Linked DNA regions of Gossypium hirsutum: region 2 is linked to region 1. Evidence: chromatin contacts called from public Hi-C data. All regions are on one chromosome and are shown on one strand. Each heading gives the region's core, a stretch centred on a gene start, on an enhancer-like site or on the middle of the called end of the contact. The rest is flanking DNA. Distances are from core to core; before and after follow the strand shown. Region 1 holds the start of LOC107894981 (protein NRT1/ PTR FAMILY 4.6). Region 2 holds the start of LOC121214651.

What was found. Hi-C and Micro-C count contacts between places; a contact is called where the count stands out from the background.
Region 2: a Hi-C map of leaf shows a contact between it and region 1, with 2.2 times the contacts expected there. The contact joins the promoter of LOC121214651 here to the promoter of LOC107894981 in region 1. A contact is called at or near these places in 2 of 34 Hi-C or Micro-C datasets (both in leaf).

The regions. Positions count from the first base shown.
Region 1 is chrD02:38,541,802-38,548,021 of Gossypium_hirsutum_v2.1, reverse strand. It overlaps LOC107894981 (protein NRT1/ PTR FAMILY 4.6), which reads left to right and starts at 2,740. Exons shown (of 5, transcript XM_016820139.2): 1 at 2,740-2,919; 2 at 3,156-3,258; 3 at 3,384-3,601; 4 at 4,945-5,385; 5 at 5,477-6,220. The coding sequence starts at 2,917. LOC107894980 (a long non-coding RNA gene) reads left to right here. Exons shown (of 2, transcript XR_001683337.2): 1 at 1-839; 2 at 1,066-1,511.
Region 2 is chrD02:39,170,363-39,176,582 of Gossypium_hirsutum_v2.1, reverse strand. It overlaps LOC121214651, which reads right to left and starts at 2,196. Exons shown (of 7, transcript XM_041088539.1): 1 at 1,750-2,196; 2 at 1,462-1,605; 3 at 1,298-1,372; 4 at 1,014-1,207; 5 at 765-936; 6 at 286-687; 7 at 1-128. The coding sequence starts at 1,965. The coding sequence ends at 39.

The DNA of each region.
Region 1 (6,220 bases), core at 1,491-3,990:
GGCAATCTAATTGAGTCTAATATTCCTAACTTGTTTAATACATATTTGAGATTAGCATAAGTAGTTAAATGATTTAAATGGTTAGCATGTAGAAATTCTCATATGATTTGAGGTTGAGATGATGATTTTGTGTAATGTTTATATATACATATGATGCTAAAGGTTAGAAGTATATAAGAACGATATATTTGCTGAAATGGTTGAATTGAGGCATTTGATGAATTATTTTAAGTGTTAGTTATCATATGGATCTTTTGAAAATAGTAAGTGACATCGTGACATCAAGTTCTTGATATCATGATGTGACTCACGAGAACAAGTTAGTGAGTCATGTCGCGACTTAAAACCCTCGAAATTGTGACGCCAATTCGATAGTTTGAACATTTTATAATTTGATATTTATTTGATCTTAAGTTATCCAAAGAGCTTCTACAAGTTCATATAAGACTCGTAAATGATTGAATAGCATATAGTAATGATGTTTTGAACTTAATAATATGTTAACTATTAAATTGAATTGTAATTGATTATAGTTGTTTCAACAATACTCAGAACTGGTGATCGAGTATCGATTATAGAGAAGGTTTAGTATTTTGGTTGTAATTTTTCAAGAGACTATAAACAAAGACATTTTGAAGGAACTCCACAAATGTGACGCTGGGAAATTTACTTTTGGAGATGGTTGTACAAGGCAATTTTCTTATTATTACTCTACAATGGCAATCTTCTTCCCCAAATCGTTTTGCTAACAGGGCTGTTGTTTTGGGCATGGAAGAAACGTAAGTTTTGTCTACTATTCCGCTGAAGGCAACGTTGTTCAAGACTTTCTACCGCTTACTGTGAGTAATATTATTCAATTTTATCTTCTCTTTTATTTCCTAATCTGGGGATAATTTGAATATCTTTCATGTTTTAGTTTTCATTTTGGGTTAAATGTAATCTAAGGATAATTCTACAAAAGAATCATCAAATCTCATTAGCCACCGCTTCTTTTTTTAAGAGTTCAATTTTATTAGCTCAATAAGATTTTGTTTGATTGGTTAAAACCCTAATCTTGAGATCAAGAAGCAACGAATACGATTGTCCTCTGGCGAGCTTGAAAGTGCGAGAAAGAATCCCGATGCCTACTCTAACGCCATAACAGAGGAGAAAGCTTTGGCAGAAATTACCAATGGCGTTGGCCACGCAGGATCATCAGCATGGTCGTACGGGGTGTCGTCGCCACTCGCCGCCATCCTATGATGCCTCTGTAGCTCCTGTATTGCTTCCCTCAATCAGTCCTCAGCCTCAGGCAGTCGTCGCTCCGCCTCCGCGCTGTCTGCCAACAACCATGCCGAGGAAATCGGGTTTTTAGAGAGAGTCGGCATTTTAAAGTCGATAATAATTGATAAGTTAGTTCTTTTTAATTAACTTTATTGCTGTAATAAGAACATTTTTCATTTCTCTCCCTGTTTTTCTTAATTTTCCTGTAAAATTTCAAAAAATTAATGCAGCATGGTGATTTTTTTTGACAGGAACCGACTTAAAAAAAATTGAAGTACCAAAAATGAGTAATGTTTGAATTAAGCCTAACAAGCAAATGGATATGTAGTAGTATTTTTTAGTCTGAGACCGCACATCCAATTTCTATCATCTTTTCATATCTTCAAGCATTATTGCACAAAAGCTCATCGGTAGGAGATTGGGAGCCATTAATATAATAATCCTCCATTGTATGGCTATTAGATTCTATCATGTCAAGCAATTAGCAATCGTCCAACCCAAGTGATCTTACCACTACCCTTTGCTTCTTTTAACCACTGTTTGCAATTTGTTAACTGGGGATTCCATTCATTTGTGTAAACATTGGATTTTGGGTTTGGGGAAACAGTATTCATGATAATCACACGGCCACAAAAGACATTTGCATAAAGCTGCCGTATGTGTATATATATATCCATGTTATCGTCATCCACTTACTAAATTCCTGAGTGTACACGGACTAAAGAATATATTCCTTATCTTATAATTATATATAAATCAGCAAATTTTATTATAACAGTACTGGAAGGAGAAACATATGGAAGATCATCAAAATATCAAGTGAAAAATGAAACAAGATTAAAGATACGCCTCCTTTGAAGTTTTATATTGTTGTTCTGATTCTGTAGTGGTGGAATCCGATTCTATAGTGCCTGCTTCTCGGTACACCAATACTCGATATCAAACTTGGCGCCCCTGGGAGATTCTTAAACCACTTAACCACTTGTGGTTGAATATGAAGACGGTGGTTTTTGTCAACGTTTGGCGCCACACCTCCTAAGGGGGCATCTATCGATCAGCTGCTCACTGTGTGTTGCTACTTGCTGGTTTTGTTCTACTCCTCAAGGCGTGTACTGCTTTGATGTTTCTATTTGCTAATTGAATTCATATTTTGTTGGAAGAAAAGACAAAAATAAATACTATCATTAGGCATCCGCAACGAAGGTTTTGGCTTTCGATGGTCAAAGAAAGAGAAAGGTACTTTTTTTTGTTCTTTTGGGTTCCTTTAATAATGGGTGGAGAGGATTTGATATGTTTCTCTCCTAATCTTCCTCCTCTCAAGCTTTTTTACTATAAGTTAGCAAATCTTTAATAAAAAGACACTTTGTTATTACAAAAAGAAACTGTTCGTTAATATGATAATTTTCAAATAAAATAATAAAATGAAAGAATTCTTAGTATAAAACAAGAGGTTCCAAGGATGATGAGTCAAAAATTAACTTATGTGAGGTGTGAAGACCATTCTCTCCTCCAAGTTGAACTGAAACCATCAAATGCTCTTCCCTTCCCCTCTCTTTAAATACCCCCACCACTCTCACCATGCTTTTCTACCTCACACTCGAGATCAAATACCAACATAATTACTCAAGTTGAGAATAGGAGAGAGAGAGAACAATGGTGGGTTCCCCCCCCCCCGCCCTTTTAATTTTTTATTTTGCTGCTCTTTTTATGTTGTCATCTCACTCATTATTCGTCCTCTCGTTGCTTCATTCAAAGTACAAACAGCAGACAACAAACTCGCCTTTTATTGTACAGGAAGGAGGATACCATTACTATTACTAACTCGTTGCTTCATTATTCGTCCTCTCGTTGCTTTCCTAGATACTATTACTAACTCGCCTTTTATTGTACAGGAAGGATACCAGGATAATAGATGGGAAGGGTATGTGGATTGGAGGGGCAAACCTGCTTTAAGGGGCCAACATGGTGGCATGGTGGCTGCCTCCTTTGTCTTGGGTTAGTTACCTGATCTATTCCTTTTTGTTCCTTTTGACACAAATAAAGGGTGAGCTTCCGCTGGAGGCTTATTTTATAGGTTGGTTCCATCCCTTAGTTTAATGATAAATTTTGGGTGTACGTAGTTGTGGAAGTGGTGGAGAACCTGGCCTACTTGGCAAATAGTAGCAACCTGGTGCTGTATCTGTCAAAGCACATGCACTTATCTCCATCAAAATCGGCAAACGATGTCACCAATTTCATGGGGACAGCCTTCCTTCTGGCTCTGCTTGGGGGCTTCTTATCCGACACTTTCTTCACTACTTATCACATCTACCTCATAAGCGCACTCATCCAATTCCTGGTACTCCATTTTCACGCACTCTTATCTTTAGAACTCTCTATGTTTTGTTTCATTATTGCACTTCATCCGCATTGTGGTTCTCATAAATAAAAGACACGGGCAAAAATCTGATAGTATTCCCTCTCTGCGACTTCGGTATAAACAAAAAACCCAGTCTGCCTAGGTACAACAACTAACGAGGCCTTACTAAAAAATGTCAGTACATTTGTCCACTTTCTTTCGGATCCCAAAAGTAAGCTAATTCTGAGATAATAAAATAGGGTCTGTTTCAATTCAACCTTCCATCACATATTCGAACTTCCAACAACAATCGGTTATGTTAGCTATGCTTTCAAATGCCTCGTATTCCATTAAAGAAATTCCTTTTTTTCTTATCCATAAATTGGGAAGTGGGGCGGGTGGGTCCTGGAGTAGGCCAATGTTAGGGTGTTAGTCATGGGACTTATCCTTTCAAAACCGACGCCTTGGGATTTTAGTTTAACGATAAGAGAGCTTTAGCTCTACACGTACCGCATGAGTGTCAAACAGTCGCTGGAGCTCCTACCCTATGTCATACGTCTAATACACGGTAATTTTCAACTCTTCATCCACCAATCACTGTACAGTATGTGGCTGGAGAAAGAGACGAATCCGAAGAAAATCCTGGGAAAACCAAATCCATTTAATAATGGGTGCGTAGCTTTCTTCGAATGAAAAAGGGAAATGAAGCAAAGGTTGCTCATTTCATTTTGGGCAGGTTCATGAACCACGTGGGCGGCCATTGATAGAGCCCAAGCGAAACTTGAAAGTCTATTTAACTGAGAATCATGCTCACCCTGCACCATTCAATATAACAAAGCCATGTCGTCAACAACCCGGTTGCTTTACAGTGACATATCATTGAAATCTTTGCAGTGCAATCCTTGTGTGGCAAACGCCAGATAAAGGAAAAACCATATTGAACGGCCCAACAAGTTGGACCTTAATGCTATCGGCTTTTCGGTTTAGTATGTGGAAATCAATCATATAGGGAACTGACGAATCAGTTTGATCCAGGCGTACTCATCTCCTCTTCCCTATCTATTATACAACCTTGGATGCTGTGTTTGTATGGATTTCGGACTTGAAAGTCTTTCTTATGTTTGAAAACTGCATGAAACCGAGTTTACCTAGCTGTATAAGGAATTGAACGCAAGCTTCATTTCTTCCCATGAATGCCTTAAAGAGGTACAAAGGAAAGAAAAAGGAATGCTTGAACATTATTATGAATCAAAGTTATTCAAATTAATTGCTGGGGGACTTTTAAAGTCTACACACTTGCTAATTGAGCATGCATGGCTAACCAATTGTGGTCGTTGAAACAGGGGTCGGTCATTCTTGCAATGCAAGCTCGGACTGCTTCCCTAAAGCCACGAGAATGTAGTCCATCAACCACCCCCATTCCATGCCATGAAGTTGGAGGTGGGAAAGCATTAATGCTGTTCACTGGCCTATATCTTGTGGCGCTTGGTGTTGGAGGGATAAAAGGGTCCTTACCAACACATGGCGCTGAGCAGTTTGATGCCAACACCCCACAGGGAAGGAAGCAAAGATCCACCTTCTTCAACTACTTTGTATTCTGTCTCTCATTCGGTGCACTCATAGCCGTCACATTTGTCGTGTGGGTTGAAGATAATATGGGATGGAAGTGGGGTTTTTCCATTTCTACAATTGCAGTATCTTTGTCAATCGCAATCTTCCTTGCTGGTTCGGCTGTTTACAGGAACAAAATACCCTTTGGCAGCCCTCTTACAACCATTGGCAAGGTAAAAGCTACTTCAATTATCAGACCCCACCTTGATGCCATTCCTGTAATGAAGAAATAAGTTTTTTTTTTTTTTTGCTTTACTTGAACAGGTTCTGGTTGCTGCTATGCTGAACAGTTGCATGAGCAAAAATCCAAAAAATGCCATTGCGAACCTGACAACGAGCCCTTCTTATCGAACTGAAACCAGCAAGGAAGGAGACCACCAAATCCCAACTGAAAGCCTCAAAGTCCTAAACAGAGCAGCGGTGAACAAGCCAGCTTACCCAGCACTTGAATGCTCAGTGCAGCAAGTAGAGGAAGTCAAGATCGTGCTTAAAATCTTTCCCATATTTGCTTGCACCATTGTTCTCAATTGCTGCCTAGCTCAGCTCTCCACTTTTTCAGTTGAGCAGGCAGCTACCATGAACACTAAGCTTGGTTCATTGAAAATTCCTCCAGCTTCCCTACCAGTCTTTCCCGTGGTCTTCATCATGATCTTAGCCCCGCTTTACGATCACTTCATTATCCCATTTGCTCGGAGAGTAACTAAAACTGAGATGGGCATCACTCATTTGCAACGAATTGGGATTGGTTTATTTCTTTCCATGGTAGCCATGGCAGTGGCAGCTCTTGTCGAAATTAAACGAAAACGAGTAGCAACTTACTCTGGCCTACTTGACTCAACCAATCCATTACCGATTACATTTTTGTGGATTGCGTTACAGTACTTGTTCCTGGGGTCAGCAGATCTTTTCACCTTGGCAGGGTTACTAGAATTTTTCTTCACCGAGGCGCCCTCAAGCATGAGATCCTTGGCTACATCTCTTTCTTGGACTTCCTTGGCAATGGGGTAT
Region 2 (6,220 bases), core at 947-3,446, 630 kb before region 1:
AGTGATTACAAGACTTCTTTCAATGAACTTGGCGCCTCCTACCTTACCTTGCATTTGTGGTGGGAGAGAAATGACTCGTCTTTGGTCCCCCGCTTCCACCAACAACTCTGATCCTCCTCTATACTGCACTTGTCATGCAATGAACACTCATCAGCATAATTCACCAAATCAAAATTTTTACAAGTGATGACATGGGAGGAGCAATGAGAACTTAAAAACGACTTTTGAACCTTCAAAACTATCACACAACTTGAAAAGAATTGAGGGATTCAGAACTGAACATACTTGATATAGCTTGATCTCTGACTTCTCGAAACCTGGCATGAGAAGGGTTGCTGTTTTCTTTGCTGTGTCAAAAATTACCGATGAAACCTTCTGGCTTGCTGGCAAAGAAAGAAGACCCCTTGCACCCTCAACGCTATTGTTCATCATGATGGCATTCCAATCTTGAGGGGAATCCACTGCAAGATTCGGAATACAAGCAAAAGGCAAGGGGTACAAATTCTTCTTCAGATTTTCCACTGATTCAACATCCAAATGGGGGGTAGGAATGGCAAATGCACCACCCACCTGCGTATCAGCTTGGATTGCACAACCCCAGTAACGTAATGCTGAACTGATTGATATTGGAATGTTTGGATTCATCACAAGAAAGCACCCAAATTGATAAGATCCTGAAGATCCTCTCTGCACAACTTACAGCCTTTCAATCTCCTATAGCAAAAACTTGGTGAATGATAAAATGAAATCCATTCCGTGGTTACCTCAAGAATTCGTTCCAGACTGTCCCATATATCAGCACTGATTGTTCCAGTGAGTTGGGATGGGTTACCACTTATGCCCATAGCTTCATCTACCAGTCTCAGGAGTGAAGGACCAGCCAATCTCCCAAGGTCACTTTTCTCAGCCATGCTCCGCAGGTACTTCAAGTAGAGTCTGTGCAGAGTTAGAGGGGCTTGTGTACATACTTCATTTTAGGCAAGAAAGATAAATTGTTTTGTCTATTTCCAAACCTTGCTTTACTGCTTGCACCTGTCATTCTTAGGGTTTCTTCGGTGCTGATACCATCATATATGATAATGTCAAATTTATCGTTTTGATGGTTCTTCCGAGCCCGTTTCCCGAATAAACCCAGAAGCCTCACAAGTGCAAGTAGTGAAAAGATAGAATCCATCCCGGGAAGCACCCCAAGCTCTTCTCCAACAACCTAGTAGACTAATACATGTCAAAATCAACATTCATAGTGTGAAGTGCAAACACCTAAGGTAAAAAGGATGATGAGATATTACATACACACCCCTTCCAGAACTCCTTGTGTCAAATTAAGACGGCCATCTGCTTTCTTCAGCTCATTTAGAGGTTCAAGAAGCATCTGCAGTTTAACGAATAATCCATTCTCAGCGTAATTATAATAAACCCATTTGAAATAGATAGATGATGAAGCATGGAAAAGGAACATACTTTAGTGGTTTCCAGCCTAACAACAGAAAGGTTGCGGGTGCATAGGGTAGGAGAGGAGTCGATCTTACAATTGAGAAGACAGTCAGCAGTGCGATCCTGTCCTTGTAACACTAAGCATGTGCTGAGTCCAGCCATTGCATAATGCTAAGCAGCAGCAAAGAAAGGCATGAAACAAAGAGATTAGATGATGATATTTGGAAAAAGGGGCCATTTCTAATTAACCCTATCTATGAGCTTCAGCTTTCCTTTTCCGTTAATTGGTGACAAAGTGTAACTAGGAAGTAGTACCTGGGCAGCGAAAACAGAGGAGATGGTCTTGCCGGAGCCGCCTTTGCCTAAGAAGGTGATCAATCTTGGAGTGTTTGAAGAAGAATCAATGATGTCATCACCATTGTTGACAGAAAGTTGAGAGATTGTTCTTCGTGAGGGACTCCAAAGACTGGATTTGGACTTGGAATTGGAGAGAGGGAAGATAACAGGGGAAGACACAAGCCCAGAGGACATTTTTGTTTTTCAATTTTTAGACATACAACAAGCCTATGGCTTTATAGTTTACAAACAATTACAGACAGGAAATGGATTAATTAGCCGATCAAACAAAGTGTTCTTATGCCAGGCCGTGTTGGCCCAATCTGACAGATCCCATTCCCAGCACCGGCTAGATTACACCATACTTTTTCTCTACTAAATGCTATTCATATGTTCATATTTTAGTATTTAGAATAACAAACAAAAATATAGAAGGTATATTATGACATAAGTTCTCTAACCATCAAAGTATATTGAGATAAACTTCATTTTACTCCTACTAAAATTTGCTCAAAATTAATTCTTGTACTAAAAGTTATTCAAATAATGGCATCGCCATAATTTTCTGTTGAATTACTGATAATTTAAATAAAACATATCATGCCCGACTAATTTATCCATGCTCATAAAATTCTCAAATTATTCTAAAGAATTCACGCTTTTTGGAACTATTGTGTGGTTGAAAATTTATTCGTTCAATTTTGTACTTTTTAACTTAACACTTCAGCTTTCTTTACCATTTCATTAAACCATTTAGAAATGGTTTCTTTTAAATCCCAAATATTCTCTTCACTTGTCTGTCAAAAATTTGCATGACGTGAGGATATTGGCTTCCAACAATGGTGAGACCAGGCTCCAATATTCTTTCCTTTATTTTACTTCACCCAATTATACTCTGTTTTAGTTACCCGATTTTAAATCCTTTAACTTAGATGCTAACATTTGAATTCACTCCTGTTTTGGTAATTTGTCTTTAAATTAATAACGGAAATTTTTTTAATTGATATTATTGAGTATGACTCATATTTCAGTCAAATTTGAGAGATAATCTCTCAGTTGAACTCTATCTATTTGTTTCAGTCGATCTCTGATTAGTCTAGATTATTTTATTATTATTTGATCTACGAATTTATCCTATAAATAAGCTCTTTTATAACCTTAAAAAAGACACCCATTAAAAGAATTTTGTAGAATTTTGTATTTTGAGGGTTCTTTATTTTCGGGTTTCGGAGTTTAGTTTTTATCTCCATCTTTTATACTCTTTGTTTTTTCCATTATAGTAAAATTATCTTTGTCTGTGTTTTTTATCCTCTTTGGAGGGTTTTTCCACGTTAAATTTATGTGTTCGATTTCTCAATTTCTTTCGTTATTTTTTACTTGTTCATTGATTAATTGGGTCGATCTCCAACAAATGGTATTAGAACTAGTTCAATTTTTATAGATCAGCCTGTTTAGAGATGACAACAACAAGGTTTAACATTGAGAAGTTCGATGGTGTCACAAATTTCAATCTGTGGCAAGTTCGGATGATGACAATTCTAGTTTAGACTGGTCTAAAAGGTCGTTACTGGGAAAAAGCCTAAGACTCTAGATCAGACAGAATGGGAAGAGCTTGATGAAAAGGCCCTATCTGTAATCCAATTGTGTCTCGTGAATAGGGTATTGCAGGAGGTATTGATGGAGAAAACCTCATCCGTATTGTGGAAAAGGTTAGAAACTCTTTATTCGACTAAGTCTCTAGCTAACCGTTTAGTGTTGAAACAACGTTTATTTACATTTCACATGAATAATGTGAGCTTCTTAGAGATCATATCAGTCAATTTATTACTATTTTGAATGATTTAAAGAATGTTGAGGTTAAGATTGACGATTAAGATCATGCTATGCTATTATTGTGCACTTTACCCTATTCATACAAGTCTTTCAAGGAGACCTTGATTTATGGCAGAGACAAACTCTCTTTCTAGGATGTAAAGGGTCATTTGTTGATTAAAGACAAACTCGATAATAAGTTTGGTTCGAATAGCAAGGTAGATAGGCAAGCTTCCGTTTTGGTTATCACACCCAAAATAGGGCTTAAGAGTTTTAGAGGTATTTTAGGAATTTTAGTCTTAGAGTGTTCGAAATTTTGTGACATGGTTTATTGGTAACGTTTTTTTACTATGGTTTTTAGAAAATTAAATCAATTTCAGAAAATGAGTTTTAAATGCCTTTAATTTTGAAAATAGAACTGATTTGTAAAAGGGTCTAAATTATGAGTTTTTAAAAGGCAATTAAACTAAATTTTAATTTTCACCCTATTTTCCCCCTTTATATTCATAAAATCCACATTAGTCTTCTCTATCCTTTGTGTATGTTGCCGTCCCTTTGCTCTCCCAAATCCATCATCCGATTTTCTCTGTTAAATCTTCAATGTTTTGATTTCTATCATTCCCCAAGTCAATTACCTTCATAAATCTTCAAGAAAACACTCAAAAACTCCATAAATTTCATCATATTCTTCGTGTGTGGATTTTCTAGGTTTTCAACAAAAGTCCGTTTTCCTTCCAACTAAGGTAACCATTCATATTTCTATTAATTTTAAATGCTATTTAGTCTTTAAAACTAAGTTTTTAGGCATTAAATCGCATGTTTTAAATAAAAGTCGAAAATTAGCTCGTTAATGGTAGATTTTGAGATTTTTAGTAAAAATGTGGTTTCAAAGTATTTTTTAATTAATTTTGACATGGTTAAGAGGTTTCTAAAATTAATTTGAAGTTTCGTTAAAGATTTCTTGAATTTTAATGAATTTTTAGAAAATTACCATAAACATGTCGAAAAAGTTGATACTATGATCTAAGTATTTTTTTGTGTAGTTTAAAGGTTGGGAATTAGTCGTAGATGACTTATAACATGAACAAAATTTGTTTTAGGAAAAAAGATTAAGTATAGATCAAGATATTTGAGTTTTAATTTTGCTATGTTAAAGGTTTTGGTTACATGAGAACCTAGCTTAGACTTGTGTTTTTGGATTGTTTGATGTGAATATTTGGATTAATGTTGATTGTGTTGCTGTGTGAGTTACCTTGTTGAAGTGTTGGAATCAATAGGACCCTCTACGAGTAGAGATAAAGGCAAGGAAAAGCTAGTTTGAACTTCTAGCTTTTCGGGTGAAAGTGTGTTGGTAGTGTTTGAAATAATTGCTTATGGACATGATTCAATATGTTATTTGAGAATTTAGTAGTAGCCTGAACCCCTACTTTAAATTTCGAGTGTAAGCTTTCTCATACCTATGTTATATTGTGGACAATGTGCTTATGTATTTCTAAATATGTGAATTGAGATAAGATGTTATAACATGTGAGATGTGGTTATGATAACCGTTGAGAAAGTGTAATTGTAAGCATGTTATACATGCTATATGACAGTGATAATGTTATGTTATAATGTGATATTTGTAGTGAATAAGGGCAGTGAACGGTAAGTAATATGTGTGTGTTAATAACAGATATTTTGGCCTTGTGATCTTTGAGACCATTGGATATAGTTGGCATTCCATAGGATTGTGAGCACTCACCTATATGTACAGTGATTTTAGGCGTTAGGGCCCTGGGACATGTTGGAGGGATAAGAGAATGTGAACTAAGCTCCATTCAATGGGACATCTGAGGGGAAATAAGAAGAATGTTAGCTTTATGCTTCACTTTTGGGACATGTTTGACTTTATGAGTCTCTGTGGTGTGTTGGAGATCCGTGTATCTGATGAGTGATGATAGAGCTCACTTTTATGTTTCATAGCTCAAGTGCCAAATTATCTTAACTTAGAATTATATGAGTATTGTGATATATGCTTAAATTTTATGTGATTATATGTGTAATGTGATATATGCTTAAAATTGAATATTTTTATCATGTAAAAGAACTAGTAATAATGCACGAGTAAGTATAATATGACACTAGAGTTGAAATTGTTAAGGTTATGCTATATAGTTGTTTCATTGATGCCTGATGAATTGTTTGTATTGTGGTTATTCTGAGCATTCACTAAGTTTGTTAAGCTCATCCTCTCCTCTTAAACCATTGCAAATTAGTTATGTGCCGGTGTGAGCGGTGTGGTTTCTGAGGGGTGATTCCAAGCAAGTCCATTTCCGTGACTTCGTAGGTGTTATTGTTATTTGTTTATGTTTTGGGAACAAGGCAATGTGGTAGACTTGTTTATAGCCATGTTAACATCTAGGCATTTTGTTGGTTTTTGGTTCGGTTTATAAGGATTACATATTATTGTTATGCTTGGGTTCATGAACATGAGGATGGGTTGTCGTTACTTGCTCGAACACAATTTTGCATTATTAGGCCGTTGAATGATTATTTGTTGAAGTAATTGATATATGATGTTTAAGAACTAAATTGGAGTGGCTTAATTGCTTATGTATGCTGCATTTTTGAGGTCTGGAGTAGAGGTATCAGTAAT